4 separate regions of the Mus musculus genome follow, and all the other regions are linked to region 1. The links are chromatin contacts, called in public HiChIP or PLAC-seq and promoter capture Hi-C maps. All regions are on one chromosome and are shown on one strand. Each heading gives the region's core, a stretch centred on a gene start, on an enhancer-like site or on the middle of the called end of the contact. The rest is flanking DNA. Distances are from core to core; before and after follow the strand shown.

Region 1 (6,886 bases), core at 2,756-5,255:
CCAGTGTGAGAGACACATATGCACAAATACACAGAACAGCTCTAGGCTCTGTGGAGAGAGAGCGGCTTCCCCAGATACTGACTCTGGAATGTGGAGCGGGAAAACTTCCCTCCCTTGTAGCTGACGTAAAAGTCACACAGGCAATTTGTCTTTTCTTCTCTTACACCTTTCTGCATGATTTGAATTTTCTACAACTATCACTTCTTGCAAACATAAAAATCAATAAGACAGCATAAGTATAGTTATCTATAAACTAGTACTACAGAGAAACATAATTACTCACTTCAAGCATTAAAATAATTCTGTATTTGTAAGTGTTTTTTGTAATGACAGCACCTCAAATATATTCTTGTATTTATTTACAAATCACCACTTGGCAGAAGATTTTAAAGTAAGAAATATTAGTAGCTGTTGTCAATTTAAAATAAAGTTTAAAAAAAAAAAAAAAAAAGAGTTGCTGCTTTTTCTATAGTGGCCACACCTGTAAACCCAGCACACCAGGGGTAGAGGCAAGGGGGCCAGCAGTTCAAGGCCAGCCTCAGCTGCACAGTGAGTCTGAACCAGCCTGGGCTACACAAGTCCCCTCTTCAGAGAGAGACAAAGTGGGGTGGGGGAGGAAGAGGGAGGGGGGAAAGGGAGAAGAGATAGAGGGAGGGGCAGGGAGTTGGAAAGGGAGAAGAGATGGAGGGAGGGGGAAAGGGAGAAGAGATAGAGGGAGGGGGAGGGAGTTGGAAAGGGAGAAGAGATGGAGGGAGGGGGAAAGGGAGAATAGATAGAGGGAGGGGGAGGGAGGGGAAAGGGAGACAAGATGGAGGGGGAGAGAGGGGGAAAGGGAGAAAAGATAGAGGGGGGAGGGCTTTCTTTTTCTATCAAAATTCTTATTTTAAGGGATAAATTTTATTTTTAAAAATTTAATTCACAATTCACAAAACTGTTTAGATACATATCTAACGTGAGCACCAAGATATATGTTTGAAGAGCATACTTACCAAAACAGCCCAGTTATTTGTGTGTCCACTTCTAAAGAACTGTTCGGCTTGATCCTGTGGGTCAGATAAAGACAAGACCATTCACACATACACACATTTTATGAAAACATACGATTTTCCAGAATTAAAGAGGGGTAAACAACATTTAGGACTCTTGGACCTTTTTATTTGAATTTTTAGATTTACTTATGTGCATACATGCTTTGCCTGTATGTATGTATGTATGTATGTCCACACAGGCCAGAGGAAGGCACTGGACCCTCTGGGACTGGTGTACTAGACAGGTGCTGGGAACCAAACCTGGGTCCTCTGGAAAAGCTTCCTGACCTTAACCACTGAGCCAGCGCTCGCCCCTCGGGGCTTCTCTACACTAGCAATCAAGTTCACTTGTGAAGATGCTGTACTTGGCCTTACGAACAGAATAATCAAACATAAACTAGCAAGTACTTTAGGCTCAGCAGGTAAAGGTGCTTGCTGCCAAGTCTGGGGACCTGGGTTCAATCCCACAGTAGAGAAAACTGACTCCCTTACGCTGTCCTCTGACACCCACAGATACATACAAGGAATTAATGTTGATTAACTAAATGTCAATTAATGTAACCTCTAAAAGATCCTATCTCAGTGCAAAAAGCCCTACCTAATTTAAGGCACTACCTGAGGAGAAGCCCTAACCGAGACAGCTGCACATTAAGCAAAGTAACTTTAACTAGGATGCTTGGCTCCTGGGCCGAAGGTATAAGTTAACGGCAGAGCCTTTGCCTACCAACCATCAGCCCAGACTTTCATCTCTAGTGCAGAGAAGTAAGTAGGGAACTAAGTAAATCCACTTGTCCCCTTCCACACACTCTGAGCAACCCCACCCCAGCGTCATTGACACAACTACACAAGTATGCTGCATGGGTGTCCTTGCTTTAAAACTAGGAAGCATTAAACAAATGCAAGTGAATTACTGAAGTCACATTTTAGTCTTTCTGTATGGAATTTATCTCTTTTAAAAATTAGGTTATCATTTAAAACTGCGGTGCGCGCGCGCACACGCGCGCGCGCACACACACACACACACACACACACACCATCTTCTCTACCATGACTCATGCTCTCACTGTGCTCCTTGTCTTCTTGGGCACCAGTAGTTTATTGTGAACGTTACAATCCCCTCTTCCCACAGCATCTAAGCTCTAACTGGGTTATTGTGAACATTACAATCCCTCTTCCCACAGGAGCTAAGCTCTAACTGGGGCACATTACTAGAGCAGTTGGGACGTCTGAATTCAAACCTGGATCTACCTACCACTCGCTGACTTGAGCATACCTTAGAGCATCTTGGCTTACCTACACCCACCCACCCCCACTCCCCCACCCCCCACCCTTCATCATCTACAGAGCTGGTAGCAGACTCACAATGTAGGAGCAGAGAATGCAACAAAGTGATTGCCTAACAAATGGAGATTTCAGCTGTGTGGCTAGCAGGAAAGTTTCAGAGACAAAAAGTTCCAGGCAAGTGTGAGAATAGACCCACTGCTACAACCACCCTCAGCCCCCAAAACCATTCTAACAGCTGCCCAGACACTGAACAAAGCAGCAAGCAGGGTGCTACTGTGGATAACCCCTGGTTTAGGCATGGGAAGGCCTGAGCTAAAATTGAGCGGTACATGACACTGGGGCAAGTCAGTTTGCACTTTAAGCTTGAATTTCTCCAAAAGAAAATGAGATTTGACCTAAATAATCTCTAGCGTCCTTTCTAGGCTCAAACTTGTTGCTCCATTGAAACTTTACTGAGAACTCTGTAGCAGCAATGTAACGTTAATCAGTCAACATTTAGTTAACGGAGCACCTTCTACGTGCCAAGCACCACGGAATACGGTGATAGGAAAATCACCAAAAGGCATGCAATCTTCTCTCAAGCACATCAGAGTTTAATACAGGTGGACATGTAAATGCACTGCACTACAATGTACAATTACGGATTCACTGTATGCTTAGACATCTATCCTGTCGGGGATGACAGCAGATCACAGTGCGTGCCTTCATCAGAGATTACTGTCCAGTTAAATAGACACACGTTAGCAAAGAACTCACCACACAATATATAAAGACACCAAATGTGGTCTGTAATTGTAACAGGGGAACATGACTTTGTAAGGGAAGGTTTCCCTACAGAAGTGACATTTTGGGCGAATACCCAAAAGATGAAAAGACAATTCCAGACCAAAAAAAAAAAAATTGGGCCAATGGCAAAAGGGTCCCAGTGGTTTGTGAAACTGAAAGCTTAACAAAGCTAGACATTTAAAGAAGGTGTAAGAGATTTCAAGAAGGGGTCCTGAGTGACATGATCAGGTCAGCATTTGAAAAGTTACTCCGTCCTCAGCTCAGAGAACAGACTAAACCAGAACTGCCCCTGCTGAGTTAGGAGACTAGGGCAGCCTCGGTGATAAACTTGGACGAGGTGTTTTTACAGTGTGTGCTGACGCCCGGGCAAGCAGGTCTAAAAAATAATGCTAGAAATCCAAGTCGCGTCGCTGGGGAAATCGCTGGTAACAGCATCGTAAAGAAACCAGACGTCCTGCAGCCTCAGGGAGGAGGAGGTCAGGGCGGAGGAGCAAAACACCAAAGCCATGACAGTCCCCACGCGTGCCCTGCCTGTCACAGGAGCAGAGGACCGGGTCCTCCTCCCTCGTCACCGCTGGCTTCGCACTCTTAACAGGGCGTTCTAAAAGGCTGTGTCCGGTCCCTGTCCTCAGGACGGACGGTCCTGAATCCCACAACACAGCCCGGGGAGGGAAGACGCTGCAGGCGGCTGCCCTCAGGGGCCGTGCGTCCTGCACCTGAGGCGCTCACAGTCACACGGTCCTCCCTGGGGTCGGTCCTCAACAGACACCGATGCCTACCTCGATGTGTCCAGCGGCAGAGCTGCCGAGAGACAAGAGCGCCAAGGCGGCCAGGGTAGCCACCCGCAGAGTGAGGAAGCAGGGGGCCGCCATGTTTGCCGGCTTCTCACGCCCCGAAGAGCAAAGGGGCGGGGCGAGTGCCGTAAAGCAGCGCTGCCGCTGCCGTGCACGGGGGGGTGTGGTTTGGTTTGTTCTTCCCATGGTAGTGGCCTTGAGTTGTTTTAGTTTTTGTTTTGTTTTGTTGCTTCATTTTGTTGTTTTGTTTTGTTTGCCACCGCATACACCTTCCTCCATTCAGGTTCTGGAGTGGCCGGGGCAACCTAATTGGAGAATTACTTACTCAGCTATGTTTCTAGGTTTGTTTTGTAAAATAGACACAATATTTAAGGAGGAAATTTTAAAAAGATAATTTGGGGATCCACAATATTTGATGTTTCCCTTTGGTGTGGTGCTATCAGTTAGTTGGCTATGTGGTCCAAGATTTCTAAATCTTAAAGGACGACAAAATGGAAATATGATCACTGGGGTTTAATGACTGCCAACCTACAGGGGAAAAAAAATGGGTTCAGTGAAGGATGTTGCTTCAAGAGATCAAGTCAGAAAGAGGTGGCACCCAACACCTGCTTCTGGCTTCCATAAGTGGGCCTGTAAACACACACACACACACACACACACACGTACACACACGTACACACACGTACACACAGACACCATACAGAAGGGAAAAAATATACAGTATTTCTGGTCATTCTGTTTTCTAATTTTGAAAAAAATTTTTGTTGTAACACTATTACTCATCCATTTTAATTATTCTTTGAATATTTCTTTTAATTTTTTTTGAGACAAGGTCTCATTATGAAGCCCTGCCTGACCTAAAGCTACCTTGAACTCACAGAGAGACCTGCCTACCACTGTCTCCCACGTGCTGACATTAAAAGCACGTGCTACCATGGCCAGTTTTGCTTGAAAGTGTTTTGTGTCCTTTTTGTTTCACACACACACACACACAAAACAACTTTAGTTTTTGGATTTTATGTAACGTGTATGGATATTTTTCCTACATATATGCCTAAGCACAATGTGTGTGCATTGCCTGCAGAGGTCAGAAGTGGACATCAGATCCTCTGGAACCAGAGATGGTTGTTAAATCACCACGTGGGTTCTGAAAACTAAACCCAGGACCTTTGCAAGAGCAGCCAGTACTCTTAACCACTGAGCTATCTCTTCACTCCCCACAAAAGCCCTTTTTTTTTAATTGGATATTTTATTTACATTTTTAATGTTATCCTCTTTCCATGTTTCCCCTCTGGAAACCCTCTATCCCATCACCCCTCCCACTGCTTCTACTACAACAGACTGACCTACACTGACAGCATTTCCCTACACTGAGTCATCTAGCCTTCACAGGACCAAGGGCCTCGTCTCCCACTGATGCCCAACAAAATTATCCTCTGCTGCATATGCAGCTGGAGCCATGGGTCGCTCCATGTGCACTCTTTGATTGGTGGTTTAGTCCCTGGGAGCTTTGGGGGGTCTGGTTGGTTGATATTGTTGTTCTTCCTACAGGTTGCAAACCCCTTCAGCTCCTTCAGTCCTTTCTCTAACTCCTCCATTGGGGTCCCCATGATGAGTCCAATGGTTGGCTGCAAACACCCACCTCTGTATTTGTCAGGCTCTGGCAGTGCCTCTCAGGAGACAGTTATATCAGGCTCCTGTCAACAAGCACTTCTTGGCATCCACAGTAGTGTCTGGGTTTGGTGACTGTATATGAGATGGATCCACAGTAACCCTCCAAAATCTCTGAGGAGAAACCTGCTCAGCAGGTTCTTCTTGAAATTCATGTAAATGAAGCATTCCCAGGCTTACCCCCCCACCAATAACATTTACCCACCTTGTAAGTCCCCACACACTCCCCAAGATCTATACAGCCCCGTATAAAGTTGAACTGTCTCACTGAAGTTGATCCCAGAAGTCAATGCATTGGTATTCTTAGCTTTCTGAACCCTGGTCCCCCACTTCTGCTCCCTTTTTCCACGAGGGCCAGTGGCGAACAGCCTCCAAGGAGAAGAGAAAGTCACAGTGAAGCTGAGGACAAACAGAAAAGCTGTCAGGACAAACACAGCAACCTGTGTGCACACTCCAGAGCAGAAAGAAGTTTAGATTAACAGAGGAATGGTGAGGGTTACATTGGACTTGCAGTTCAGAGAACACAATACAGGCTGTTATGAAGGAGGCTATCTTGGTAAGTAGATGTCCCCTGTCCTTGGGGCTTTGAGGGTTCAGGGATGAGTTTTGATGTGTATCCTACGGGCCTGAAAAGCTTCAGAGTGGGGTGATCATACCAGTCCCATTCAGGAGAATGTGCTGAATAGAGAGCATTTGGAAAACTGCTACGACAGTCAACCGTGGCTTAGAGCAGTGTTAAGAGTTTAGGAAAAACGTATGGATACTTCATTCCTCCTTAGAACAGGGAACAAAATACCCATGAAGGGAGTTACAGAGACAAAGTTTGGAGCTAAGACAAAAGGATGGACCATCCAGAGACTACCCCACCCGGGGATCCATCCCATAATCAGCCACCAAACCCAGACACTATTGCATATGCCAGAAAGATTTTGCTGAAGGGACCCTGATATAGCTGTCTCATATGAGGCTATGCCAGTGCCTGGCAAATACAGAAGTGGATGCTCACAGTCATCTATAGGATGGAACACAGGTGCCCCAATGGAGAAGCTAGAGAGAGCACCCAAGGAGCTGAAGGGGTCTGCAACCCTATAGGTGAAACAACAATATGAACTAACCAGTACCCCCCGCCCCCAGCTCTGTCTCTAGCTGCATATGTAACAGAAGATGGACTAGTCAGCCATCATTGGGAAGAGAGGCCCCTTGGTATTACAAACTTTATATGCCCCAGTACAGGGGAATGCCAGGGCCAAGAAGTGGGAGTAGGTGGGTAGGGGAGCAGGGCAGGGGAGGGTATAGGGAACTTTCGGGATAACATTTGAAATG
Region 2 (6,995 bases), core at 1,729-4,228, 300 kb after region 1:
CCTTATTAATTTTCCTATTTACATTAATTAAAAAAAATTAAGTAGGAAGAAATTGCTTCTCAGAGATCAGGTCTATGATCTACCAACTACAAATGGAACCTCTTCTTTTAAGTCTTTAGAAAACCTGCCTAAATTCCATCATTGTTTAAAGCTCTAAATTAACATGATGAAGGGGTACACAGGGAAAACAGGGTCCTACAGAGAGTAAGCTGACTTGAAAACTCAGCCTCAGACGGATCCAACCAATAACTTCTCTGCCTTCCCCAGAAGTCCATCCCAAAGCAAAGCAGGACATGCTCTAGAACGTGGTGCCACCGTGGTAGCAGGCAGAGGCTCTGTGAATACACGGGACAGCACTAAAATTCTGCCCACAGTGCTGTACACTTCTCAGAAGGGTTCATTCTTAGAAGGAAAGCATCACCCACTGTATTTGCCAATTAAGAGTATCTCTTACCGCTAATTTCACAAAAGAACCAGTACTTAAAGCTGAGTTCTACTAGTATTTTGACAGGCTTCACTGGACAGATTTCTTACAAACCAGCCAATTACTTCTGCCTCGCCCGGCCTTAGAGCGCGCCACACTCTTTCCTTACCTGTTGAAGTGTTGGACTAGGACTTCACTCCCAAGCATCTGTATTTATCTGTCATCACTGTTACTGTCCATGTCACACTGAGACTTCAGGAATTATTTATACAGATGTACTAGCACAACTTGTTATCTGTGAAGGGAAATCAAAATACGGTCACTATGGTACTGTTTACAGATTTGTGGGTAACAAAAATAAGATACACATAGCACATTTCATTCTCCTGAGTTTCATAACTTATTTTATGACATAACGTGTAACCATGGTACACATTATCTTCAACAGAGTGAGGTGATTTTTAACATGCTCACATGTATGAGAGACACTACCCATGAACACATATTCTCTATTTAAATTTTCTGCAAAGCAGACAGCCTTAGATTGAAGATGTGTCTCATTTACGAAGGTCTACAATCAGATACTAACAAGAAAGAAAGCAGGTTTTGGTGTTTCATGATACTGTTAAGGATCAATATGATTTTAGCAAGATGGCTGAGCAAGTTAAAAATAAATAAAAAAAGGAAAAAGTGAAGTGATGGGGTCTGGAAAATGGCTCTGTTGGTAATGTTTACCACACAGAGGACTTATTTCAGATCTGTTCTGGAGAATTTTGGTTTCTTTAGAAACCCCATCATATTATGTAATTGTGTGGTTTGTTTGTTTTTGTTTTATTTAATCCCGGGTGTGGGACGTAAGGCTGCTTCACAGCAGGTGACTGATTTTTTGCCTCATGCACTAGCGGGGGCATGATTTTTGCCAGCTGCAGATAGCTTAATTCTGGGGTCTTTAAAATGGCAGCGATCCGAGAGGGCCTGGAGACTGCTGCTCACTCTACTGCTCCTGGCTGTTGTTTGACAAGAAGTAGGCCTTGCCCCAAGGAACTCAATACCCCTACTTAGCAGGAAGGAGCTTAAGGAGGACTATGGCCCCTTTCCCTCTAACCTTCTTTCTTTCCTACCTAGTGGGGGCCGGGGGCGGGGGGGTGAGGGGTGGAAGAGATTAGGAATGAATAAGGTTTGAAGAGAGGTAGAAGTACAAGAACCCAATAAAGTATACCAAAAAAGGAAACATACACATATCCCCAGGGTTACAGGTCTGTAATCCTAAAGCTGGAAGGAGACAGGGAGATTAACATGTCTTGATGGTCTGCAAGTCTAACAAATTGGCAAGGCTCCAGGTTCAGTGAGTGACTCTACCTCAAAAAATAAGGTTGAAAAACAATTGAAGACACCTAATGCTGACACATACAGAAATGTGGAGGGGGTGGCATATCATGAGTTCTTTAAACATAACCTTAAAATTCTTGATAGGAGTTATACAGGACCTATTCAAACTTGGTATTGTTCAGGCCAATAGTAAAGTGCTTATTCACCGAGCATAAGATCCCAGGTCTGATCTCTAGCATTACACACATATGCAAACACAGCAAACACGCATGTCTGACAAATTATTCTTTTACAGTGATCTTACCATAGACTATAAAGGTCTAATCTATTAGAATAAGCAGAAAATTAATGACTCAAACTAAAGTGAAGCTGGGTGTATATTAGCTCCTGAATAGAGTAACTGCAACACTCAGGAGTCTAATTACATACGTAAATCCTGTCATCCTGGACATAGTGAAATCTTGTCTCAAAGTAACAAAGGGCTGAGGAGATGTGAGGGGCCCTGAGGCCACACCCCACCTCTCAAACACAGCTGTGCAAACATTTCTTAAAAATAAAGTTCTTAATGCTGGGTAGTGGTGGTGTATGCTTTAATCCCAGCATTCAGGAGGCAGAGGCAGGCGGATTTATGAGTTGGAGGCCAGCCTGGTCTACAAAGTGAGTTCCAGAACAGCCAGGGCTACACAGAGAAACCCTGTCTCGGAAAAAAACAAACAAACAAACAAACAAACAAACAAAAACCCCCAACTGTAGTTGCTACTCACGTAACTAAGAGATACGTCCCTGTGATCAGAACACCTTACTTAGGTCACCAGGTTCAGCTGTGAGCGCCTTGAGTTGCTTTTGCTTATGAGACAAAGGGATTACTTGAATCCTGGCAAATATTGCATTTCAACAGCAAAGCCTTAAATCATTCCACTCACTTTAACGTGTGACTTAATGCTTATCTCATATATATCATAGAAAGATGCCACAATGTCTGCCCAATTCCTACATAATAGTAAAGTAAAAAGCTACATAGAAAAACGTAGGTAACTATATACCTATATGGTGGATAAAAGAACCAAGTGTAGTGGCACGCCCCTGTCATCTTAGCACTATGGCAAAGATGAGAAGTTCAAGGTCATCCAGCTATAGCTATATATACTCTGAGCTCCATGAGGTCTTGTCTTTCAAACAAGAGAAAATAATTTCCTAAAACACAAGGTAATTCAACTGATCCAAACGCTCAGACCAACTCTGAGATGCTCTTTGTTTATTCACATGCGCGCGCACACACAGGCACACACACACAATTGCTAGATTACCTTCAGAAGCAGAGAAAATACTTTTGAGTTATAACAAATACAACATTTTCATTTGAATTCTCTTATTTTAGTAACTATATCTTCTAGGTGCTTAAAAACAGCTATTTGTTTCCTAAAGGCACAAAATAGAAACAAGCCTTATTTTATTCGATCCTTGCTACAAAGCTTTGGTTGTTTTTCTGTACTAATAAAATTCATGGGCTATTCAAGCATTCAACAGCAAATCTGAAAACTAATCTTCATTGCAAAGAATTCTCTTCTCTGCTACTTGCCACTGAACACTAGACTACTGTGCTCATTGGATTATAGGACCTCAGATTCATGACACATGCAAGCCCTTCAGAAAGACTACAGCAATTTTCCCTACAAAATATCAGCTCTGGTCACAAAGCAAGGGAATAAGCACAAATACTATTAAAAATTAATTATAAAATCCAGCCTCAACTAACCTGAGTTGCAAGATCCTACAATATTTTGTATTATTAAAGGCTTGGTGGGGAAAAAAATCAAATAAAATGCCATACAATAGACTCATTTTTAATACATAATTTTTAAAGTCTATTGTAAAAAGCATTAAAATAATGATCAAAGATATAAGTACTTTTCCTAGGCATGCTTTCATAGTTACTTCCTATTTTTAAAAAAAAAATAAGAAAATTACTATTTGGTATAAAGCATGACAAAAACCAAAAACATAAACAAACAAACAAACCCCTATTCTCCCAGTCCCCTGGAATGTTCAAAGGCACAAGGTAAGGCCTTCTACAGGTCCAGAAATATGGCGAGAGAGAGAGAGAGAGAGAGAGAGAGAGAGAGAGAGAGACAGACAGAGAGAGACAGAGAGAAAACGAACAGATTTGGTAGCAAATAAATGGATGTTTGATTTTCTGTCACTGGCAGTCACTTTGCCTACATTCATGTCTTCATCTGTAAAACTGGACATCTCATTTGCCTCTACCTCAGAGAACTACTGTGAAGTCCAGAGAGATTTTACCAGTGGAGTACTTTTGTATATCTGCTACTGGAATGACGGCCATTACTTTACATTAGCTTCTTCTAAAACTTTATAGTGTTCATAAACGTCTAACTAAGCATGTGTTATAAGACTTTCTAAACTACATTTATAGAAATTCATGAAAGAAAGGAAACAACAAGTCTTAATTTTATCAAATACTTAGGGGATTCAGACATAAAAAGTCACAATCCATCCTTTTAAAAATCTCTACACTACTACCTTCTTCCTCCTATATAGGTCTCAAATTGTTTCCCACTTCTGTAATACAGTCACCCAAGACCATTTTCATCTATATGCCTTCAACATCTATCATGTGGTGGTTAGTGTTAACTGTGAATTTCATCAATTCTAGAATCATCTGGGAGGTAGGTCTGAGATGTCTGTGGAGGTCAGTCATAGTGTTAAATGAAATGAGAAGATCTGCCTCTGCAGATGGAGCACAGCTTGGCTGTGTTAGAGTAGAGAAAGCAAGCTGAGCAACAGCATACATGCATTCACTGCTCTCTGAGTGACTGGAGACAACATGTCTGCTTCCAACTCCCAATGCCTTAACATCCCCCCTATGATGGATTTCTAACCTAGAATTGTGAGCTAAAATCAACCATTTCTCCCCTAAAGTCGCTTTAGTCAGAGCCTTTTATCAAAGCAACAGGAAAATTAAGACAACTGCTTTAAATCTTGTCCCTTTTTAAACGTAGTCTACAAAAAATAAAACATGAAATACATATTTGTCTACTTCACTCTCCTAAAACTGTATGGAAATTTATTTTATTGTATTATGTATATGTGTAAGTGTCAGTATGGGTACGATACAAGCATGTGATTTCAGGTACCCATGTAGACCAGAAGTTTGAGAGTTCCTTAACACTGGAGTTATCTCAAAAAAAAAAAAAAAAAAAAAAAAAAACAAAATAAACAAAACAAAACAAAACAAAACCCTTCTGAGCCAAGTCTCTTCCAAGGACTTTTTTTACTCACCTCTGGTCAGAGTAAATAGAGTAAAAATTGGCTGCTGCCTGAAACTAAATTTCCTATTTAAATTGGTTAAATAAACTAAAAATCTGATTTTTAAAAAGTATGGAAATTATTTTAAACTTTATAAACAAGACAGATACTGAAGGACAGTGGTCAGTAAACATAACTGACAATGCCTACATGTGCCCTGACCCTTGTTGGAGCAGGCAGTGACAGCAAGTACAGTGGCTTTCCAGAGTTAAGAGCATTAGCAGAGTTTGGGGAGGTTGTGCTAGCTGGAGCCCCCAAAATGAAGCACCAGAGCAGATAACAATGCCAAATGGGGAACAAGAGTGTAGAAAATCTACTAAGGTATATTCTTTCCACCTTGGCCTGAGAATAGTGCTAATCAGAACCTTCCCTGTGGAAGGCCTCATCTATTAAAAGTTCTTCTTGGGGCAAGGCATGCGCACAGAATGAACACTTTCCCGTGCCACTTCAAAGGCTGGACAGGCAAGGAGGGAGGGAGAAGACTGAGACTTCATCTGTGCATTAAGTCCACTCTTCCCCAAATTCCACTCCACACTTTTACATGAAGAGTTGGACATGAAAGTCAGACCCAAGTTATGATCTTTACATCTGGATCACAAACAGCAGTATTCTCCTCTTCTGTCCCTTTGTGGCAGAAAATGGTACACATCAAGTATTGAAACTAACTTGGACTAAGAGAAAAGTAAAATACCAGAGTTGGGCAGGCAGTGAGAGACGGCAATATTCTCAACTTGAGAGTACTACAACCTTAATTTTTAAGCTTCTGGAAGCCCTACATTTTTTTCACCTTTGGAATAAAGATTAGTCTTCTAAGCATACTTATAAAACATACTAAGAAAATGAACAAACCAGATCATGAATATTAATGTCCCCTCTTAAATCCATCTCATTTTCTGCCATTTCTACTTCCTAAAAGTAACTACTAGACATTTAACATCAAATTGGTTTTTGTCAAATTTTGAATTTTACATAAGGTTATGTATCACAAATATCAACATATTTCAATAGGGATAGAAACTGTACTTGGCTTTTCCATCTCTACCTAATTCCAGTCTAAATCTCTCCAGTAGTTAACTGTCAGTTTGCTTCTGTTACTGTAATAAAATATCCTGACAAAATAAACTGGGAGGAGGGGTGTGGAGAGGGGAGAGGTTTACTTTAATTCCTAATCCCAGGTTGCAGTCCATCACAGTGGCAGAAGTAAGAGGAACGAGAAATAGCTCGTCAGATCCAGCCACAAGCGGAGAGAGAATGAATACATGGATGCTTGGTTATGTCAACTCAATTTCTCTACTCATACAGCTCAGGATCCCCTACCTAGGGGTCCTTTCCAACAGATTTGCTTACAAGACAACTCACCCCCACCCCACCCCCAACAGTCATATCCATAAGACAATCTGATCAAGACTATCTCTCATGGACAATCTCTTCTAGGTGGCTCAAGACTGTGCCAAGTTGAAAATTCAAGCTAACCATCCACTAACTAAATCCGGATTAAAAACACAAGCCAGAAGTTTTCAAACACAGCTGCGTATCAGAATCATCTAATGAAGAAGAAAAGGAGAAGTCTGTGGTATACAAGTGTGGAATTTAATCTAAGTAAATATACTTTTGTAATTTTATAATTTCTATGTTTATATGAAGTACAGGTTTGTATAAAGAAAAGTGCACAAAGTCATGTAAGGGGGTGGCACATGCCTATAACCCCGGTCCTCAGGAGTCTCATGCAGAATAAGAAGTTCAAGGCCAGTCTAGGTTATATAATGAGATCTTAGAAGTTATTAAGGGTAATGGGAACAAGCTATAAAATAGGAAAAGACATTTAAGAATGATGCCAATAAGGTTGAAATCTAGTGGGCAGAGAGTAAAATATCGTAAAATAAGGCTTCAGTTTGTCAGGCACCACTAGAAAAGG
Region 3 (7,282 bases), core at 4,064-6,563, 410 kb after region 1:
GGCTAGCAGGAGCCAGCGTCATCAGCCTGCCATGCCCTGCTCAGCAGGTGTGAGATTCAGATTATATTAGTTTCATGAGGGATTGCGGTGTCATGGTGAAGTAGGCAACTGCTGCCTCACGTTTCTGTTTATTATTGTATTTCTATTCCAGCTCTTTAAAAGGACTATTCTAAGATGATTTTACAGTCTGGCGGGGGTATGGGTAGATGGATGTAATATGAATATAACTTGCTTTACAATAATATTATTCAATCAAATTTTTCTGAACAGTAGCATCTTTTTCTGTAAATTAATTTTATTTTTCTCATAATAATGTTTGCATTTTCTGAAAGAAGACATTCCTCCATGTGTGTGCATGCTCGTGTGAATGTGAGTATGCATGTGCACTTTTAGTGGGTGCAAGAGATAAATGTCATTGTCTGCCTGTATCGCTCTCTGCCTTATTTTTGGAGACAGGATCTGTCACCGAATGTGGAGCTGACTTTTCTGGCTTATCTGATTGCCAGCAACACCCCTGGGACTTACCTATCTCTGTCCCCGGTGCCATAGTTACAGCTGTTCCTTACCCAGCTGTGTAGCCCGTGCTGAGACTCTAAGCTCAGGTCATCGTGATTTCTCAGCAAGGACTTTACCCAGTTTGCTGTCTCTGTAGCCCCAGAAACAAGATACTTTTACTCACTCTAAAGTCAATTATTAAGACAGTCACAGTAAATTTGCTTTTTCACCTAAAGGACTTGCAAAAATCATTACTCTTGGTGTAGCTGAGATTGTCATCTTTCTGTGGTTGTGACCATGACATGCGTGGGAGATCAGAAACGCAGTTGCCTCTGCTCTTCTTTCCTGGACATCCAGTCGTCTAGTCTGTCTGTCTCACCTCTACCACACACGCCTGTCCTGTCCTCTGCACAGTCACGTGGGGGCCTCGGCCTCTTGTCATGTCTACACCTTGCTCCATACACAAGGCTGTCTCGGCCTTAGCTCCCAGGGTCTGAGTCTGCTTTTCCAGCCTGTGCTGCTGCCATCTCTACTGTAATGCGGTAGAGCTGAGCAGCCTTGCCCAGACTGATTGGTTTGGTTTTGGTCTCCTTTGTGGTGGAAGTAAGGTATGAACCACAATAGCAGGCTACATAATTGAAAACTTTATTTATTACTAAGATTTTATTTTTAAAATCAATGCTGAGTTTGAGTTTATTTCTGTTTTTGCTTTTCGATTCTCTGGCTGATACTGTGCACACTCCCACATGCTTCCAGAACCTTCCATTCTTGTGGTTTTTGCATGCAGTGTAAAAAGCTATTGATTTCCAGAGGAGACCTTGGGTGCCTTTCTTGTACTTCAAGGTAACATTTGTTGGTCTTTGAAGCACCATGCAGTGATTTATTTATTTCTAGACTGTGACTAAATTGATAACACACAAAAACACAAAACCATTTAAACATTTTTGTTTATTCTAAAAATTATACAATAGGGTCATTTTAGGTAGGGCTATGTGGTATGTATATGTATGTGTTTGTGTGGGTGTGTGCATGTGGAAACCACAGGTCAATGTTGAATGCTCTGCAGTCTGTCTCTGCCTTGCTCTTTGTGTGTGTTAACTATATGTGTTTATACAGAGGATGGGGTAACCATGTGTGTAACCATGGTGATGTACGGGTGCTTATGCATGCCTGCATATAGCCAGGTCTCTCTGACCCTGGAGTTGATTACCTTAGTGAGGCTGGCTGACCAGTAAGCTGCACCCTCCCGCCTCCACCCTTCAAGCACTGCAGTTGTACATACATGTTGCTGCATGTGGCATTTTTCCGTAATACATGGGTACTCATGTTCTCATGCTTGTGTCACAAGCCCTTTATGGACTCACACTTTATTCTCTTTATTCATTGGTTTTCTGATCCTCAGGTTTGTGGGAACCCCCAGCAAGGGTTCAGAGTCCTGTGTCCCAGAACAAGGGACAGAGACATGGCTAGTGCATGCTGTTACTATGACTAGAAAACAATACAGGACCGAGTGCAAGCACACCATCAGGGAGGCGTTGAGTGGACAGCAGCAGACGATGGAGAAAGGCATGGGGGTTTCGTGCCGTGTGGTGGAGACTGGAGGCTGTTTGCATAGCCTGGGCTTGCTCCGAAATGCACTGTCTATTACATGTAATCCTGTGTACAGCTTCATATATCACATGTCTTGTTAGCGTTTTAAATCTCTACCTAGGTGTCTGAGTTAGGGTTTTACTGCTGTGAACTGACACCGTGACCAAGGCAAGTCTTATAAGGACAACATTTAATTGGAGCTGGCTTACAGGTTCAGAGGTTCAGCCCATCGTCATCAAGGATGAGGATCTTAAAGCCCACACTCACAGTGACACACCTACTCCAACAGGGCCACACCTTGTAGTAGTGCCACTCCCTGGGCCTAGCATGACACTAAAGGTGGAGATGGACCTTCCCTCATAATCAACCTAGGACCCCCCTCCTGTTTCCCTGCTAATGTGGTAATTTTAAGAAATGGGAAATATCCTAGCTTTTGAAACACTGTGTGCAATGAAGGAGGAATCATTACAATTTTGCCTCTCCTTTAGATTTAAAATATCATATGAAATGGAAGAGGTTGAACAAAACGTGATACACATGAAGACAAGTTAAGGACGAGAGAGGGATACGTATCTCCTAATGAAATTTTATATGCATATCACAGAAACCTATCCCTTAATCCAGGGGACTCTTTTTCTCTCTCTCTCTCTCTCTCTCTCTCTCTCTCTCTCTCTCTCTCTCTCTCTCTCTCTCTCTCTCTGTTAAGACTGTCCATTTCCTAACTCAGGAAGTATTGCTATTTTTTCCACCACCTTTTAGATATTAGCTAAAATGCTAAATCTCTCTATATGATACTCTGGACATATTCTCTCTTCTCCCTCCCTCCCTCTCTCCCTCCCTCTCTCCCTCCTTCCCTCAGATTCCTTCTCCTGACACAGCTGCTCACAGACTTCCAACTCAGGACACATGCCTGCTCTCCTTGTATTTCTCTCCCCATTGCTGGGCATTCCAGCCTGCCTGCCTTGTTCTCTCATATTCATATGCTAGCAAAACTGACCCACCCCTCCTTCCTTCCCTCCTTCCTTCCTTCCTTCCTTCCTTCCTTCCTTCCTTCCTTTCTCTCTCTCTTCCTTTCTTCCTTTCTTTCTTTCTTCCTTCCTTTCTCTCTCTCTCTCTCTCTCTCTCCCTCTCTCTCTCTCTCTCTCTTTCTTTCTTTCTTTCTTTCTTTCTTAAGAATTTAGTGGCTCACACATTAACTGGTTCATTTCTCCTGGCTCTTGAATGGTATCAATGTTTTTAAACTTCTTTCTTTATAAGCTGCACTAATTGGACAATGTGGTGAGGCTTCCTATAACTTCCTCTTGGAGTGGAGGTTGGAAGAGAGAAAATTCCTCCTAGCCTTACCTATGCAACTCTTGGACCCCTGACTCCGAGTCTAGACCAGGAAAGTAAGTTCAGGTTGTGCGCAGCAGTGATGAGCTTGCAAGTCCTGGAATGCAACCAGAGCTGTGACTAGTTAGTTGTAGTTACGTCGAGTTTCCTGGCTGCTTAGTGAGGATCCAGTTCTCAGTGTTAGCCACTCTACACTGCTCACAGGGAGAAGCAACTTAAAATCCAAGCAGAGAGAGTGCTTTGTAAAACAAACTTCAGTTTGGATCCCTAGCGCCGATGTAGAAGCCAGATGGGTTGACATGGGCCTGTAATGTCACCTCTGGAGTGGGGGAGAAAAGCAGACCCTGAACCTCATTGGTTGGCCTTCCTAGCTGAATTTTGGAATTTCAGATTCAGTGAGAGACCCTGACTCAAAAAATAAAGTGCCCTCAACAGGATACGCAGACGGCTTTCTGTAAGGCTCAAGGAGCACTACAGCAGAGAGAGGAAATTAAATGCTGCTCTCAGGGCAGGACAGACCTTCCCCAGTATCTCACAGCATCTGTGCTTGTTTGCAATGGGCCTGTAGGAGACTGGGCCACTCAGTCACCAATCATGGGTGGGGACAGGTGGCAAGTGCTTGAGGGTCCCTCTTTTATTCTGCTGAACTGTGGGCAACTGATTGATTCTGCGTAAGGGACAGTTACTGTGTTCCAATGTATGCCAAATGGTGAGTTCACAGGCTTCAAACATGCCCACACAGATAGTCCTGATTAAAATCAGTGGATCATAAAACTAAAAAAGGGGGTGGGGCGTGCATGTGGAAGGGGACCTGTGGGATGAGGGGAGACAAAAGCAGTCAGATGCACTAGATATGTGCATGACATTGTCAAAGAACAGATGGAGTGGATAATAATCAAAAATAGAGAGTGACTTCCAAAGATACCTGCCCCAACCTTCAGCCTCCACATCTAAGCTTCTCTCTATATATTCATGCACCACTCATGCAAACACACACTTAGGAACACACACGCCCATGCACGCGCGCGCACACACACACACACACACACACACACACACACACTTCCCCCCCACTTCTCTGCTTAATGAAGGCAATGCAGCAGAATATTTATGTTGGCCTCTTTAATCCTGTGATAAGAAAGTAGTTTTGCATTTGGCAAGAGGGGAGGAGGGCGCTCTCCTCCAGGGCACTCCTTCTCTTTGGTTCCTCTCCCTGCTTGATGCCAGCATTTGCAAGGCGGGGTAGGAAGCCCAAAGCCAAAGGCCAGTCTGGACTTAGGGAAACCGTGTCAGAAGACACAACCAAGGAAGCCTGCTTGCTGCCTTCACACAGAATGGATCCCTGCGCTAGACCTGAGAGAGGGAAGCTTTGGCTTGAGACTGTGAAACTAGTATTTCAGGATTTAGCAGATGATTTCTACATGCATCTGAATAGATAGATAAGAAGGTGGCTTTCAGGCTTTCTGATCTGTGCTGGACATGGTGACACACTTTTAATACAGCACTCGGGAGACAGAGGGAGGTAGATCTCTGTGAGCTTGAGACCAGCCTGGTTGGCTACATAGCCAGTGAGAGCTACAAGTAAACCTGTCTCAAAAACCAGACAGTTTGCTGCCTACCAGGATGGCTTGCTGCCAAGCCTGACACTTGAGTTCAGTCCCTGGGACCCACATACTATACAGAGAGAATTGAACGCCCACAAGTTGTCTTCTGACCCCAAGTGCACAAATGCATAATCCATAAATGAAATAAGAAAAGTAAACAGATAAAGCGTGTATTGAGCTGTTTCCTGTGCACCGTTTGTGTTATGTGATTCAGATGAGTAAGTCCAGGGCAGGCCTTCAACAGCATGAAATCTGAGTAACCAGCTAGGCCTTCCTCATAGCAAACAATTGGAGCGCAATGCAGTGCGTTCGTACTACTGACTCAGAGCCAGAGCTTCCTGCCCAGCAGAGCCTTAGCTTCCCGCCCTGCCTCTTCTTTCTGTACCTTGTAACTGGAGCCTGCCTGTTTAACAGCCTAAGATAAAGAGCTTGAAAGTAAACAGATCTGGTTTAGGACGTTTGGGGCGTGAGTCAACTCTTGGCTTATCTGCCTCTATTCCTGAGGATTTGTGGAGTTCATTTACAGATCAAATACCACAGCTGTCAAGTGATAGATATGAAGTAGTAGTATCCTACACAATTAGTTTTTCTTAATAAATAAATAACCTTATAAGCTTTTAAAATAGCAAAAATAGATGGTAGATTCAAAAATACTATTTTATTCTCTCTATATGTATATATGCTAAGCATGACAGTTTTCATATACATGAAATATACAATAAAAGTATATCTTACAATAAATAGAAATTTTTATTATCTTTATTATTTTGTTATCTTTCATATATTTTGATAGAAGGTACTTTTTAGCTGGTCCCAGATACTGTGATTGGTAGAATATGGAATCTAAAACCTGACACCAAGGGATGATGGTCACTTTAGCAAGGGCCTTTTGCTACTGTCCTGCACATAGGCCTGTGTCAAACGCCTGACACACTGGGTCTGTGTCAGTTCCAGCTTTGGCAGTGTGTTGTGTGTTTAGAGCAGGAGTTTTCGTTGTTCAGTGGTTTAGTTTTAGGAAGTGGCATGGGTCGTGGGCTTTAGTTGTATCTTTGTCTCTAACTATTCAGACTGAGAATCAATATTCAGGATAAGCATTGGCCTCTGTTTTCATTTGTGGTGCTAGGAATCCAGTGCAGTGCCTTGTGTGCTACACAGTGCTCTAGCCTTGAGACATCCAGCCCGACGTTTCCTTGTCTTTGATTGGTCAGGGTGCTTGTGTAGGACCCAGCTGCTGGATTTCAGAGCAGTTTAACATAAAGGTGATTTGCAAGATAGGGGGCTTTGGAGGCGCTGTGGAATGGATAGGGCTTACACGAATAGAGTTCTAGCTCATTAACCTATAATTTCCTTTTTAAATTAATTAGGCTTTACATTTTATATGCTTATTTTCTTATAAAAATATGTATTGCAATATCAGTATTAGAAGCAACTCTAGAGCCATGAGTGTGATTAGTGTTTGTGGGGGTTTTTGTTTTTGTTTTGATGGAAAAGATTTTGAGATTCTTTTACATTGATGTATAGGAACAAATACCTTGTTTTAGGCCTTACAAACAAACCAGGAATGTTTTCATGTCAATGGCTTGCTATAATATGGGTATACTTTAGGGATTAGGCCCCCACATGATCCGTTGTTTGAACAGAATAAACAAGGATCTTAGACTTGGAATATCTATTCAGAAAAACTGATTTTCTTTTGTGGTTTTGTTATTTTTGTTTGTTTGTTTGTTTTAAGATGGACGCCTCACTGCATAGCATATACTGGCCTTAAAGTCAGTATCTGAGCTGGCTGATGGCTCAGTGGGTTAAAAGCACAGGCCAGTCTACCTGAGATCCCTAGAGCTCACATGGTGGAGGACGAAAACTGAACCCCACAAGTTGTCCTCTGACTTCCACTCACACTCTGTGGCATATGTGCCTGTATACATACATACATACATACATACATACATACATACATACATACATATATACACACATACATACAATAAATGAAAAAGCATGTCTTCTGTATGTTGGCATTACAGGAGCATACCAGCACACATAGCCCAAGTGTAATTTCTTTGTGTATAGAAAACATGGCAAAAGGTGTCAGGGGGAGAAAAATGAAGCTCTTGCTACAGTTGTGGTCATCTGTAGTCTGGTGTTTAACAGCCGTTGCAGGTTAAGCAGTGCAGCGTAGCCTAGCCCATGTGTATACGTGCTGTGGGAACACTGAAGAAAAGCTTGTGAGTGTTCTTTGGACACTTACAGGAGGCTTCATA
Region 4 (7,038 bases), core at 2,246-4,745, 450 kb after region 1:
AAGCAGCCCCACTCACTCCCTTTCCGTCAGCAAATGCCGTGGCCTGTCATCTTGGTTCTGCAGAGCCCTCTTCCTCTGTCTCCTGTCTCCTCCCTCACCGCGCTTGTCTATGTGCAGCACTTGAGCTAAGTCAAAGGAACTGCAATCAGCACATAGCGTGCCACTACTCTGTCCAAGATCCCCTCGTGGCTCCCTGTCTTAGAGTGGGATCAGAATCCCTAGGTGCCCACCAGAACTTCGGCATGCCAGCTCCTGCCCACCTTGCTGCCATTATTTTACCAGTCATGTCTTAGGCTTCACCCACACGAGCCTCCTTATTTTTCCTAGCACTTGTTAGATAGGATCCTTCTGTGGAGCAGTTCTTTCCCAGATATTCACATCTTAAACTCTTTACATAGCTCTCTGCCTCCTGGGGTGGAGATAGGGCTTGTTTCATTCATGTAAACTGTGTGAGGGTGCTGAGTCCTCTGTGGTGATAAACCGTAGTAGAACCTTTAAGCCCTTTCAGCGAGAGGCTGCTAGGGCTGAGGAGAGAATTCAGTCAGAAAAGTGCCTGCCTTGCCATCATGAGGACCCAAGATCAGCTCTCATTACCTAGTGTACAGATGTCAGGCATGGCAGTGCTCACTTGGGGAGGAGGAGGCAGGACATCCCTGTAGCTGGCTGCTCAGCCTGACTAACTGAGCTCCAGGCCTGTCAGAGACTCAAGAAGGTGGATGCTCTTCCTAAGCAAATAGTACCTGAAGTGTTCTCTGGCCTCCACATGTACACACGTGCATCCACATGCATTTCAATACATGCATGCACACCACACATGCAAAACAAAGAGGCACTGGCATCCACAGTGGTCATTAGCGGCCCCTCCTACACCATGCCTTCCCATCTCTATATGTGATCTCTCCCACAAATTCTGTGCTAACGGGTGCCACCTGAACCAATGTCCACATCGTGCTCAAGCCAGTCCCACCACCACGTTCTAGAATAATGAGCGAAGTAAGCCGCAGGTAACTGTGGAGTTACTCGGCCTCAGGCGGCTGTTACAGTAAGAGAAGTACTAATGCGCTGCCTCCTGTTGAAGCCCGGGCTGTCCTTGAGACTCGCAGGAGACTGGCCATCGAGAGACACAGCCTAATTCCCAGGTGCGCTTCTATCCTCCTTCATCGGGAGTCTGTGTTCCTTGAGAGCATGAGTGCCTGCCGTCACCGCAGTCGGATGTCTGTGACTGGTCATGTTGAATGGATGATGGAATACTGGGAACAGGCAGCCTTTCTGTGCTCCGTGTCACAGTCATCCTTTCTGCGGCTGGAAGACTCTCACAACGGAAGGGACAACGGCTTTACTGAGCTCAGTTCCAGGTCACAGTCCATCATTTTGGGTTACTCATAGCCACATTCACGGTCAAAAGCAGAGAAAGATAGGGGACCAGATGTGGTGACCCAGAGTTAATCACAGCCAAGGCCAGCCTGGACTACATACCCAGCTCCAGGCCAGCTAAGGTGCCATAGCGAGACCCTGACTTTAAAGAAAAGGCAGAGTGAGTGAATGCATGTGTGTTTACCCACAGCCTCCTCCTCTTCCACACAGTCCAGGACTCAGAGCCAGGACAGAACAGAGCCCACCTGAAGGTGCGTCTCGCCACCTAACGTAACCCAATTAAGAGACAGGTGGACTGTATCACACATTCCCTCATTGAGTCTCTTCCCAGCGGTTCTCAACCTTCCTAGTGCTGTGTCTTTTTAATACCCTCATGTCGTGACTCCCCAAAATAAAACTATTTTCATTGCTGTTTCATAGCTGCAATTCTGCTCCTGTTATGAATTATAATGCAAATGGTCTTATGTGACCCGCAGATTGAGAATGTTCTAACATGTTCACCTGACAATTACACTACCGGAGGCACAGCGGGATGCTCTCCGTGTTTATGGAGAAAATGGACAGTTTTGCACGATTTGATGAGGCTATTGGGTAGAAATACAAATCTCATCCTTTAAAAATCAGAATAAAGAGCTGGAGAGATGGCTCAGCGGTTAAGAGCACCGATTGCTCTTCCAGAGGTCCTGAGTTCAGTTCCCAGCAACCATATCATATGGTGGCTCACAACCATCTGTAATGAGATCCGATTCCCTCTTCTAGTGTGTCTGAAGGTAGCTACAGTGTACTCATAAAATGAATAAATTAATAAATCTTTTAAAAAGTGGGCCTAGTGAGGAGCTACCCTCAGAAGGGTAATTAGCTCTCATGGGTCTCCAAATAGTTTTTTTTTTTTAATCAGAATAAAGATACAATTATAAGTGCACGGTGAGGAAAAGACTCCTCGAGCCTTGCAGTAGACATGGAGAGCGCTGGGAGGGGCTTCCGGGAGAGGAGCGGTTCAAACGGAGGGGTCCTGTAGGGAGCTTGTATGGGGCTGTGGACATTCCCATGAACGGAACAGGTGAAGGCACCGAATCGTGGAAGGGACGAGCCGGCCTCCAGACCTCCTATTGACATTTACCTCCTGGTGATAGTGAGGGCTGGGATGGCAAACCACTATATTCAAGAGCAATAACATCACCTGAGCTTTGGTCTGTCTGCTGATGGAATCAGAAGTGGTTTCCTTTGTCCCTGGGTCACCTACCTCGGTGCCTCTCATTTTTCTTTTCTTTGGGGATTTCCGAGAGATGGCCTATTGAAGCCCGGGCTGTCCTCAGACTCTCTATAGTGAAGACTAGCTTTGGAACTCTGCTCGTGCCGTCCCCTCCTAAGTGCTGGGGCCCCCCTCTCTGTCCCCCGCCCCCCACCCCGCACTGGCTAACTTGTTTCACTAATGCTGTTTTTGTTGTGTGGCTCTGGGAGGTGACCCCGGGGCCTTGTTTTGTGACACAAACATGCTCCTCATAGAGCTATGGCTCCTCGGTTTGGTTGGTTGCTGTTGATGGAGTGAAGCGGGGCCTCTCTTTATCCAAAGAGGCCTCAGCTGGGCTTGCCTCTCACACTCCAGTGTAGTTTTCCTGGCAGGCTTGTGCCTAACACTCACGTCGTGCTTTTAGATGATGTGAGAGCGCAGATTTGTATTGCCTTCAGCTAAGGAAAGGTGAGCCGTTGAGTTAAGAGCAGGCTCTTATCCCGTTCCCTTGAGCGTCTTTTCCAGTCACCTCTCCTCGAGGTTAAAGAGGAGCGGCAGACAGACTCAGCGTTTTCACACTGTCGCCCCATTCCTTCCGAAGGAAAGGGGAAGCTGGCCAGAAGTCAGGGAGTTTTATGGGCTACTAGGGCAGGTAGAGAATCTGAGGGAAGCGGGCCGGCAGGTTGCCAGGAGGCAGCCTGCGGTGGCAGCCAGCGCCCCTCTTCTTTCTGGGTGACTCTCCACCCTCTGCTGCGCGGCGGTGGGGGTGGGGACTGGCCTGGTCCGGGAACAGCTGCAGCGGGCGCTGGGCCCGTCTGGAATGCGGGAGCCGCTGCACCAGGACTTTTATGGAAACTTGCTGCTGGCGCGCGGCGGCCAGCGGGCTCGGGCGGCGGGAGCGGCGGGGGCAGCGCGCAGAGCCCGACACGCAGCGCGGAGCGGGAGGAGCGGCGCCCGGGCGGCGGCAGGCGGGTAGGAGGGCTGGGCTGGGCTGGGCTGGGCGGACGCGGCGGGGCTCCGGGCCCTCCTGGTGGCCTGCGCTCGGCCAGACCATCCTGGGCTGCGGGGGTTGGGGGTCCCTCGCCGGGCCGGGCGCTTCTGCTCCACCTGCATCTGGGCGGCTGAGTTTGGGGGAGAGTGTTTCCATGAGCCGAATGTGTGTACGCTCTCCGCCGGGGACCCCTAGGGTCCGAGCGGGCGAGTTCACTGTGGCACCCAACACGTGCCCACTGCGGACTCCGCCAGCTGTGGCTGAGATTTTAAAGAAATTGCGGATGGGTCCGTGGAAGCGGGGAAATTAAGGATTTATTAGGCTGCCATGCCCGGCCTCCAAATTGTTCCCCAGTGCCAAGACAGGGATACACTTGGAGGTTGAGCAGCTAGCTCTAAAAGTCAGAGTAAAGGCATCATATGTGAGATGTTCAAGAGTAATATATACATATATGTTTATATACACATATACATAACACATACATACAGGTCTCTCTCTTTGTGTGTGTGTCTGAATGAAGAAGGAGCAAATTGAGAGATTAGGTGATTGCTCAGTGGCTTGAGATAAGCGTTTTATTTTTAAGGCCACAATGTGGACAAGGAGTTGAGCATAGATAACGTGGTAAAAATAGCACATGGCATGCCCTCACAAAGTGACTACCCTTGGAAAAAGACAGACAGGCAGAGAAAAGAAGCCCCACGAAGAAATCACCTTTCTGACCGGGGCGTCATTCATCAACCAACTTTTGTATAGGAGCCGCGCGGCCCATTGCACGAGTCTCAGAAGTATGTTCCCGGTATTGTGAAACGAAGTTTTTAGACTGTCTTGGTCACACGATAGTGTGTGAACTACATAAAATTTCCCCCAATATTATTCATTTATATGTTGAACTGCCACTGTAAGAAAATCCAAATTGCATGTTTTTGTTTTTTTGTTTTGTTTGTTTTGCGTTTGGGTGTGTTTGTATGGGGAAAGTGCATAATTAACTGAAGGAAAGTCTTTTGTTTGTGCGTGGGGGCGGAGGTGGTAATATAAACAGATTTCATGCTGTGTAGTTGGTGCCTGCTAGGCAAGCTCTCTTGCTTCTAAGTTCTTTCCTTATCTATTTTACTAGGTTTTCCAGGCGAGCCTTGAACTCGGTAGTGCCGGCAGGCAGGACTGTGACCGTCCCAGCCTCCAGCGCAGTTGGAATTACAGGCCAGCACCCTGAGGCCCAGCTCAGCACTGTCCTTTGCCTGGTGCTTCTGAGGGCTCGTTTAAGGAAAGCCGTGTACAATTTTGTATTTTACCTGCAGCATTTGACTTGGAGAGCACAATGCAAAAGTGCGACACAATTATTTTAAATCTACTTTTCCTTCTTGCAGCTTTTGATGCAATTCAGTTTTAATAGATTTCCAGCTTACCTTAAAATGGAATCTGTGCTATTTTAGAAATTTTTGACATGTAAGGCTGATCATTGTCAAAATGTATGTCATTGTGAGAAGACTATATTTAGCATCAGGCAAGGAATGTACTATCTGGGTTTTGGAGAGGACTTTGCCCTGAAATCTCACTTGAAGCTTTAGATTGGGGCTTCATTTGTGAAAAGCATGGCAACTATGTGTGTACATTGTAGAGAGTAACTACATGCAGAGAGAGTTTGAGGCCAGCCTGGTCTACATAGCTCGTTTCAGGATAGCCAGTGTATATAATAGAGACATAATAGATTTAGTTTGCTTAGAAAGCAAGTGCCTGAACTGACGGGCTCCATTTGTGGGGAGAAAGCTCTATTATCTTGAAAACCCCAAAAGAATAAAAAGTATTTAAAAACTCTATCAGTTATGCATGCCTATGAGAATACAGTCAATGGCTGTCAAACCGTGGGCACGTGGGACCAAAGCCTGAGTGTATAGAAGTCTCTGGGTGTCTTCATTGTGGAGCCAGAGCATCTTGGTTTCCTGTATCAGTCAGAGGAAAATGACTTCACCCACTAACAATCGCATGTTTCTCTTCTTACTTGACCAATCTGGTCCACATCACTTGTATACTTTCTGTCCTGGTCTTTCTCCTGTTTTTATAATTACATTTGAAGTTGTTACTTTTTTTTCTTCTTTTTTCTTTGTTTTTTTCAAGACAGGGTTTCTCTGTATAGCCCTGGCTGTCCTGAAATTCATTTTGTAGACCAGGCTGGCCTCGAACTCAGAAATCAAGCCTGCCTCTGCCTCCCAAATACTGGGATTAAAGGCATGTGCCACCACCATCCGGCATTACTTTTTAAGATATTCACTGTGTAGTGAGGCTTATTTTGTGGTAGTGTATTTTTTTTGTGTGTGTGTACATTTTGACTCCATGTATGTGTGTGCACTGTGTGCCTACAGTGTCCACACAGGCCAGGAGAAGGAGTCAAAACCCCTGGAACTGATCCTCTACAAAAGTCGTAAGTGCTCTTGACTGCTTTAGCCCTTCAGTATACATTTTGGTAATGGTGTTATCGTAGGCATGGAAATCAGTGCCTTGTACATCCATGGCTTGTTACCAGGTTGGTGCCTGTGGCAGTGTGCTTTCTACACTCTAGAATGGGTGGATTTAAACTGAGAAATGTTCGTTATATATCATGATTTGTATCATAAAATTCACCCACACACAGTTGAAAGCAATGAGGGAAGCTGGGTATAGTGGTGTATTTGATCCCAGCACTCGAGGCAGAAGCAGGATCTCTGAGTTCGAGGTCAGCCTGGTCTGCCCAGTAATTCCAGGACAGCCAGAGAGACAGAATAGAGATTTCCTCAAAAACAAAACAAACAACAAAAATCCTTCTTAGGTAGTGTTATGGGAGTGGGAAGAGGAAGTCACTATAAATGGACTGACGTGTGTCAGCTTGTTGCCTAGAGAAGGAAGACAGCCATGAACTGATAAACAAATGGAATGATCTTAACTATGAAACTTAGACAGCACGGGGAGAGATTTTTTAAGAGAAAGGACTTCCAGAACCTCTTGTCCTTGTCTCACTTATTTTTAGGAGTGATTCTTGTGACTCTAGAGCTTGCCCATTGTCTCAGCTTTGTCATAGTCCTCCGAGAGGAAAGCCTAGATTAGATTGGCCTGTGGCAATGTCTGTGGGTAATTATCTTATTGTTGATGCAGGAGGGTCCAGCCCACTGCAGGCAGCAGCATCCCTAAGCAGGTGGTCCTGGGCTCTATAAAAAGCCAGCGAAGCGTAAGCCCTCCCTGAGGGTCTGTGACCTGGGTGGGTAAGTCAATTTCATCCCTTCATTCCCAAGTTGCTTTCAGTCAGACCGTTTCATCACAACAACAGAGTGAAACTAGAAGAGCCGTGAAAAGCAATCAGTTCTTATCCTACCTCCCTGTACCCCACTGACTTTTTAGCCAGAATTCCAGGTTCCCCATCCCGACTCTGGCCCTCAGGCTGTCTTCCATTTTAGATAGGCAAGGAAGCCCAGAG

What was found. Promoter capture Hi-C pulls out the DNA fragments that hold promoters and counts their contacts. HiChIP or PLAC-seq counts read pairs in DNA pulled down with a chosen protein or histone mark. Capture Hi-C pulls out chosen DNA fragments and counts their contacts.
Region 2: a contact with region 1 is called in an H3K27ac HiChIP or PLAC-seq map of oligodendrocyte precursor cells, with 4 times the contacts expected there. The contact joins the enhancer-like site here to the promoter of Pigk in region 1. A contact is called at or near these places in 17 of 39 promoter capture datasets (the 3T3-L1 cell line, 3T3-L1-derived adipocytes, the C10 cell line and 12 more), 1 of 15 datasets of contacts at CTCF or cohesin (the NIH/3T3 cell line), 6 of 484 Hi-C or Micro-C datasets (3T3-L1-derived adipocytes, the HPC-7 cell line, embryonic fibroblasts and 3 more), 8 of 115 datasets of contacts at active chromatin or transcription factors (craniofacial prominence, embryonic basal ganglia, embryonic forebrain and 4 more) and 2 of 9 other capture datasets (adipose tissue and liver).
Region 3: a contact with region 1 is called in a promoter capture Hi-C map of stem cell-derived epiblast-like cells, with 2.4 times the contacts expected there. The contact joins the enhancer-like site here to the promoter of Pigk in region 1. A contact is called at or near these places in 14 of 39 promoter capture datasets (the 3T3-L1 cell line, the C10 cell line, embryonic stem cells and 8 more), 2 of 115 datasets of contacts at active chromatin or transcription factors (the 230-238 cell line and bone marrow-derived macrophages) and 3 of 9 other capture datasets (adipose tissue, liver and pancreatic islet).
Region 4: a promoter capture Hi-C map of adipose tissue shows a contact between it and region 1. The contact joins the promoter of Nexn here to the promoter of Pigk in region 1. A contact is called at or near these places in 22 of 39 promoter capture datasets (the 3T3-L1 cell line, 3T3-L1-derived adipocytes, the C10 cell line and 13 more), 1 of 15 datasets of contacts at CTCF or cohesin (the NIH/3T3 cell line), 7 of 484 Hi-C or Micro-C datasets (3T3-L1-derived adipocytes, the C10 cell line, the HPC-7 cell line and 2 more), 7 of 115 datasets of contacts at active chromatin or transcription factors (the 230-238 cell line, bone marrow-derived macrophages, embryonic hindbrain and 2 more) and 3 of 9 other capture datasets (adipose tissue, liver and macrophages).

Annotation. Positions count from the first base shown.
Region 1 is chr3:152,711,219-152,718,104 of GRCm38.p6, reverse strand. It overlaps Pigk (phosphatidylinositol glycan anchor biosynthesis, class K), which reads right to left and starts at 4,005. Exons shown (of 11, transcript NM_025662.5): 1 at 3,878-4,005; 2 at 990-1,043. The coding sequence starts at 3,970.
Region 2 is chr3:152,413,739-152,420,733 of GRCm38.p6, reverse strand. Zzz3 (zinc finger, ZZ domain containing 3) reads right to left here. Exons shown (of 14, transcript NM_001080755.2): 2 at 594-719. Among named protein-coding and RNA genes, the nearest start is that of Zzz3, 21 kb to the right of the region's middle. Within about 2 kb of position 2,978, at least 10 of the 459 cell types and tissues checked have an H3K27ac peak or open chromatin away from gene starts, as enhancers often do. A contact at or near this core is called in oligodendrocyte precursor cells, where this site is marked.
Region 3 is chr3:152,306,777-152,314,058 of GRCm38.p6, reverse strand. The region is part of intron 7 of Miga1 (mitoguardin 1); the gene reads left to right. Among named protein-coding and RNA genes, the nearest start is that of Miga1, 30 kb to the left of the region's middle. Within about 2 kb of position 5,313, at least 129 of the 459 cell types and tissues checked have an H3K27ac peak or open chromatin away from gene starts, as enhancers often do. A contact at or near this core is called in adipose tissue and pancreatic islet, where this site is marked.
Region 4 is chr3:152,262,252-152,269,289 of GRCm38.p6, reverse strand. It overlaps Nexn (nexilin), which reads left to right and starts at 3,495. Exons shown (of 14, transcript NM_001357206.1): 1 at 3,495-3,577. It overlaps Gm31999 (a long non-coding RNA gene), which reads right to left and starts at 2,770. Exons shown (of 2, transcript XR_376257.1): 1 at 2,618-2,770; 2 at 2,252-2,529.